Regions from separate parts of the Mus musculus genome. Here region 1 is linked to region 2. Evidence: chromatin contacts called from public Hi-C data. All regions are on one chromosome and are shown on one strand. Each heading gives the region's core, a stretch centred on a gene start, on an enhancer-like site or on the middle of the called end of the contact. The rest is flanking DNA. Distances are from core to core; before and after follow the strand shown. Region 1 holds the start of Adamtsl3 (ADAMTS-like 3). Region 2 holds the start of Homer2 (homer scaffolding protein 2).

What was found. Hi-C and Micro-C count contacts between places; a contact is called where the count stands out from the background.
Region 1: a contact with region 2 is called in a Hi-C map of embryonic stem cells, with 2.9 times the contacts expected there. The contact joins the promoter of Adamtsl3 here to the promoter of Homer2 in region 2. A contact is called at or near these places in 1 of 39 promoter capture datasets (pre-B cells) and 1 of 484 Hi-C or Micro-C datasets (embryonic stem cells).

Annotation. Positions count from the first base shown.
Region 1 is chr7:82,334,435-82,337,153 of GRCm38.p6, reverse strand. It overlaps Adamtsl3 (ADAMTS-like 3), which reads right to left and starts at 1,460. Exons shown (of 30, transcript NM_001190374.1): 1 at 1,244-1,460. The coding sequence starts at 1,246.
Region 2 is chr7:81,705,551-81,708,250 of GRCm38.p6, reverse strand. Homer2 (homer scaffolding protein 2) reads left to right here and starts at 1,326. Exons shown (of 9, transcript NM_001164086.1): 1 at 1,326-1,492. The coding sequence starts at 1,488. Gm32579 (a long non-coding RNA gene) reads left to right here. Exons shown (of 2, transcript XR_391652.2): 2 at 1-99.

The DNA of each region.
Region 1 (2,719 bases), core at 211-2,710, 630 kb before region 2:
CGTTTGCAACTAGCTCTGGCTCCAGAGGCAGAATCTGTAAGCTAAGGAGCCAATCAGAAGGCAGGGACCCTGAAGCCCAAGCAGTGTCTTAGAAACGTTTGTGTTGGCCCAGGATGGGATTGTCTGCTGCAGAATGAAGGCAATATGGGGCTCCCTTTAGGATGAGTCCCCCAAGATCAAAAAGGGGAACGGAGACTGCCTCCAGTCAGCAATTCACCCATCCCTCCAGTGCTCCAGCAGTAGGGACAACCCTGCCCCAGACACCTCCTAGCCTGTTTGTCAGCACCAGAGTGTGGCTTTTGGGGGCGGGGGGGGGGCTGGGGGTTGTGGGGAGGACCAGCCTAAAGCCAAGAGTTAGGGCACCTGCCAGCTTTAATTCCTTGAGGCAAAAATGAGTCTGAAGCCAATTAAACTAGACCAGAGAGGGAAGAACCCTGCCTAAGGGCACACAGCTAAACAGAGTCTAGGATAGGAACGCAGATTGGATAGTTAGAGGAATTTCTCACTAGATGATAGAATGCCTTCTGCTTCCAGACCTGCCTTTAAGAGAATTCTGGGGGCCACAGTCTTGCGGAGTGTAATCTCTTAAAGGTGAGGAAGAAGTAAGCCCAGGAGGGCTACGAGGACCGTTTTCCCCAATGTGTTTTCCTGTCAGTTTACAGGGAACTCAGTTTGAGCGGAGACTGGAAAAGCCGAGGTCACACTCGACTCCCGCTTCGCCTCGCGGGCGCCTTGGCGGTGTCGGTGTCCGGGGGCGGGTCGGTGGCTTCTCTCCATCTGGAGAAAGCATTAAGGCCTGGCTTAATGCGATCCGCAAATGTGCTGCTGTTTCCGACCTGAGGCGGCGACTCTGGGACGAAGGGAGGCGGCCAGGGCTGGGCCCCAGGACCACGCGCCCCTCTCCGCTGGCTCGCACACTTCAGCGCCCGCCACCCTCACGCCTCCTTTCCCTGGCGTGCGTCTCCTCTCGTTTCTCTGCGCTTCAAGCATGCGAACCTCACTCAGTAGCCAAACCTCCGGACCTTCAAACACTGCAAGCTAAGATCAGCCCGTAGTCCGCTGACCCCGCAGGGTATCCCCCATCATCCAGAGCACCCCTCGCTCGCAGAGGACCAGGAAAGGTTCTGTCCAACATTCCCGGATCCTGTAGCGCGCCTGCCTGGAGCTGTCTAAGCCCCATAGGGCAGTGCTCAACCAAGACCTTATTTTCCAGTAGCGTTCCCATCAACTTGCTCCACCTTACCATCCTCAGAGAGATGAATCCCTGGATCCCCCGCGGGTGTTTCCAATCCGGAGTCGCAGCAGCGTCTGACGGTGCAAGGAGGGATGCGCGCTGCGAGACAGTGGCGAGCAGCGCCGACTCGGCGACACCTCGTGCGGAGCGCGGGATCCCGACGGTCCCCGACGCCGGCCTCCAGCTCGCGCCGCCGCCAAAGTTAAATGGGGCTGGGACGCGGCCGCCCCGCCTGTCCCGCCCCTCCGGGCGCGCGGAGCGCAGTGCTGGCCCCGACCCAGGGGCGGAGGGCGCGCGCCGCCACCTGCGCCGCCCGTCCCGCAAGTGCGCGCCGCGTCTAGGGTACCGTCAGTCCCTCCCGCCCTGCGTCCTCTGCCCTAACCCAGGGGCGCTGGGAACGCGGGGACAAGCGGGCCACCGAGCCGCAGCCAGGCGGCTCGGAGCGCTCGGGGCCGCCGCGGCCACGGCGAGACTCCGCTGGAACGCTTCTCCGCCCGCTTCCTGGAAGCCACTCCTTGCCCTGGGCCTGCAGCCAGGCCTGGTGCCAGGAGCTCCGGCTGCCGCCGGCGGCAGCGCGCTCTGGGGAGGCGTCCGCTGCGCCACGGGCCAGCCAGGCCAGCCAGACCAGTGCGAGGATGCCACCCTCTCCCAGCACCACCGCCAGACCCCGGGGACCTCAGCTGTTAAGTAATACCCTGCAGAGGCTGCCCAGAGTCTACCCACTCCTGCTGGTAGCCTTAGGAGCTTGACCATCACCCATTCAAACAGCCCCTGCGGTCTTGGTATAATTGGGGACCATGGATGACCCAGCAGGGACACCTAAACCTGAGACCTAGAGTCCCTGGTAGGAAACAGGTTTGGGTCCCACAGAAGTCCAGACCTGTCAGGAAATAAATACAGCTACAGCCCCGGGGCCTAGAGGTTTGGAAGAGAGGTGTCCCAGTCATGAATGGAGGAGGGTTGAGGGCACCTTGAGCACTTCTGAAGGAAAGAAAAGCCATGGAAGAGACATGGGGGCTTGGCTTCATCTCAGCAATAGGAGTCAAGGGCCAGGTGTTCCATTTAAGGCACCATTGTGCCTCCCGTATTGCTGCTCCCTTGAGTGATGCCACTTTGTCAAGTGGTATGTGTAGCCAGCCTTCCCAAAAGCAGTCGTTCCTAGAGTTATCTTAAGTCCTCGGGGAGTAGCTTTTCATGATGATCAGAGAGGCCAGGTCTGGAACTGGTTCCTAGGTACCTATTTCTCGCTAGAGTCTGAAACATTTGCATCCAAAGTTGCTCTCTTGCCTAGTGAACTGAAGGCTGGTATGTTCCAGATTCTTTTATGGCATTGCCAAGAGTTCCCCCCACGTGTTTTCCTATTCTCTCCTTCCCTGATCAGATGGCCTCCTCTGACCAGGAAAAGGGCCTTGTCAAGACTGTCTCTCCACTCCAGAGAGGGAAACGGCTGGAAACCTATGGAAAATGAGCAGGTGGTGCATGGGA
Region 2 (2,700 bases), core at 77-2,576:
ATTGTAGGTAGTAGAGGTTACAATTATGGGCAAAAAGCCACATCTTTCTAAGAGTTTGCAGGTGTGTCTGGAATATTAAACCAATAATTTTACACGAGATACTACTAACAGTAAGTGCAAGGAAGAAAAATGGACCGGAACAATGCCATCCACGGCCTTCGGTTAAGCCCCTAAGGGACGCGACAGTGTAACAGTGATCTGAAGCACATGTAGGAATGAAGGGGAAAAAAATCTTCCCAGACAGAAAGAAGAGCACGTGGGTAGGCTGAGAGAATGGCCAGCTGGCTGGAGTGCGGCGAGCAAGGGCAAAGTGAGAGGGCTGGAGGTGGTAGTGGACTGGCCAGGCTCATCCCAAGGACAGTGGGAGGGGAGCCTCAGATCAACTTGTATTTCAGAAATTACTGACCACCGTTTAGAAATGGGGTGGGTGCTCTTGTGAGGTGAAGGAGCTAGGTAGCTAGTCACAGTGGCCTGAAGGGAAATGAGGGCAGGGGCACGGTGGTGGCCCTATTCCAGTTGCTTGTCCTTGCCTTCTCCTCCCAGTCCCTGTCTGTCCAGAGATGCCAGGCTTGTGTGGGCAATGTGTGCTCAGCCGAAGACAATCCCGTGGAAGGCCCAGTGTGGGGTGATGGTTAGGTTGGCTCCAGTGCTGGCCTTTGGTAGGGAATCATAGCCAAGCTTAAGGAAGCCTCTCAAATTTTGCCAACTCGCTATGCTGAGGGTGTGCGTTTCTGTCTTTACCCAGGGAAGAGTTCAGGGAACCTGCTTTGGGCTACAGAATCCTCCTTGCCATCTTACCCTCCAGGATTTTAAGGCCACTCAGCCAGACAGGTGGGCAGGAAGACGAAGGTGGGCATTAAATGGGGTGGGGAGCAAATCGTGGTCCTGCCCATCTCAGACTCTGGAGACGTGAGATCTAATCTGAGACTGTGACCTTGGTCACATCATTTCTCCTCCCTGGGGGGCTTCGGTTCCCTCATCTGCAAACTAAAGGTGGCCAAAAAGTCCCTGCCAGCTGCGACTTCAAGTCCAGCAGGTGGGACATCCCGTCCGAGGCGCGGCGCCAAGCTTGGCAGGGCGCGCGGGTGCGGGGTCGACACAGGAGAGGAGGGGGCTGCTGGAAGAAGCGGCGACTGCGCGGCAGCGCGGGGGACGCTGCACACGCTGCCGCGCCCCCAGCTCCAGGCGGGCGGCGGCGGCCCGGGGGCCACGAGGTTACGTAAGGAGCGGGCGGGAGGGACCGGCGGCTCCGCCCGAGCGCGGCCGCCCAGCCCCCGGCCGCCCAGCCCCCGCCCTCCCGCCCGCCCGCGCCTGGCGGCGGCCCCGACACCGGCAGAGCAGCCGCGCAGCCGGCGGAATGGAACGGCGCCGGGGCTGAGCCGGGCGCACTCGGGCCGCCGCATGTGCCGCGCGGGGAGCAGCTGCCGAGCGGGCGGAGAGCGAACGCCAGGGGCCCCGTCGGAGCGGCCGCACGAGCAGCGCCGGAGATGGGGTGAGTGAGCTCGCGGAGCGCCCGCGAGGGGCTACGGGCCGCCGGTCGCGTGCTGCGGCGGGAGCTCGGGGCGCCCCCGGCCTGGGCGCGGACTTTGCGCCTGGAGCCCACGGCCCTTCCCGTCTCAGCCAGCCGGGCGCGGAGACACCTGGCGGGGACCCGCACCCGGGCTGGTCTCGGCGCCTCGGCCATTCCGCGGTCTCCTTGCCCCTAGCGCGAGCAACTCCAGGGCCTGGGTTTGTGAGTGTGAAAAGCAGTTTGCCTTTCTTCACGGCTGCATTTACAGCCAGCGACATAGAAATCGAAGTTTTCCTGGAAAGGAAACACACCCAATAATAACCCTTCAGCGTAGGAATAGTGGACTTGTAGGCAGCGTTGAGATGCGACAATCTGTTAGGCACCTAGGTGAGGCTCCAGATGCTTGGGAGGGAAGTTGGAGCACTCAGTTGAAGTGACTAATGCTCCTGAGTATATAAAGTAATTTTAAAAGCAGGATTGATTTCTCTTCGGCGTCTCTCCGAGCAGTAGGCGCTGTGAGTCAGGAGCCACTGTGCTAATAACACAGTAACTCTTTACATCTGCTCGCCGATGTGAGCGCACACTCATGGTGTTTCAGTCTCTATGCGAGATATGGTTTGTGTGCTTGCTCTCCACAAGAGGAAACTGAGGCCGGTTTAGTTGGGAGACTTCTCCCAGCTTGAACAGCTGATACATTTGTAAAAGGGGAATACTTAGTGTGTGGTTGCTCACCGGCAGAAGCTAGGCCACTGCCTGACTGGCCATGAGGATGGTTAAGGACATCAGAGGTCTGTCTTCTGCTGCTGAGCCCAGTGTTCTTCAAACAGCCTTTCATGGGGCCCAGAGGCCTCTGCTGTGTAGGTGGTCTAGAGAACTAGCTTCCCTTTGGGGATGGGTGCCATGGGAAGAGTCATGATCGCCCTGGTGGCCCCACCAGCCCCTATGGGGCAGTGGCTTTACTGTGCTTAGCTCCAGACAAGCCTCAGGAGTGGCTTTCTCCGTGGAGCTGGTAGAGTTTTGGAGGGAGCAGAGGCAAGCAAGGTAGAGCTCCGGGTAGGAGAGCAGATGGCTGTGGACGCCAAGATGGAACAAGGGGGACAGAGGGCCCATCGGAAGTTTGCTTAGGAATATTGATGCCTATCCAAGAGACTTATGTTGGACGACTGGGAGGCCAGAGATAGACAGTCATC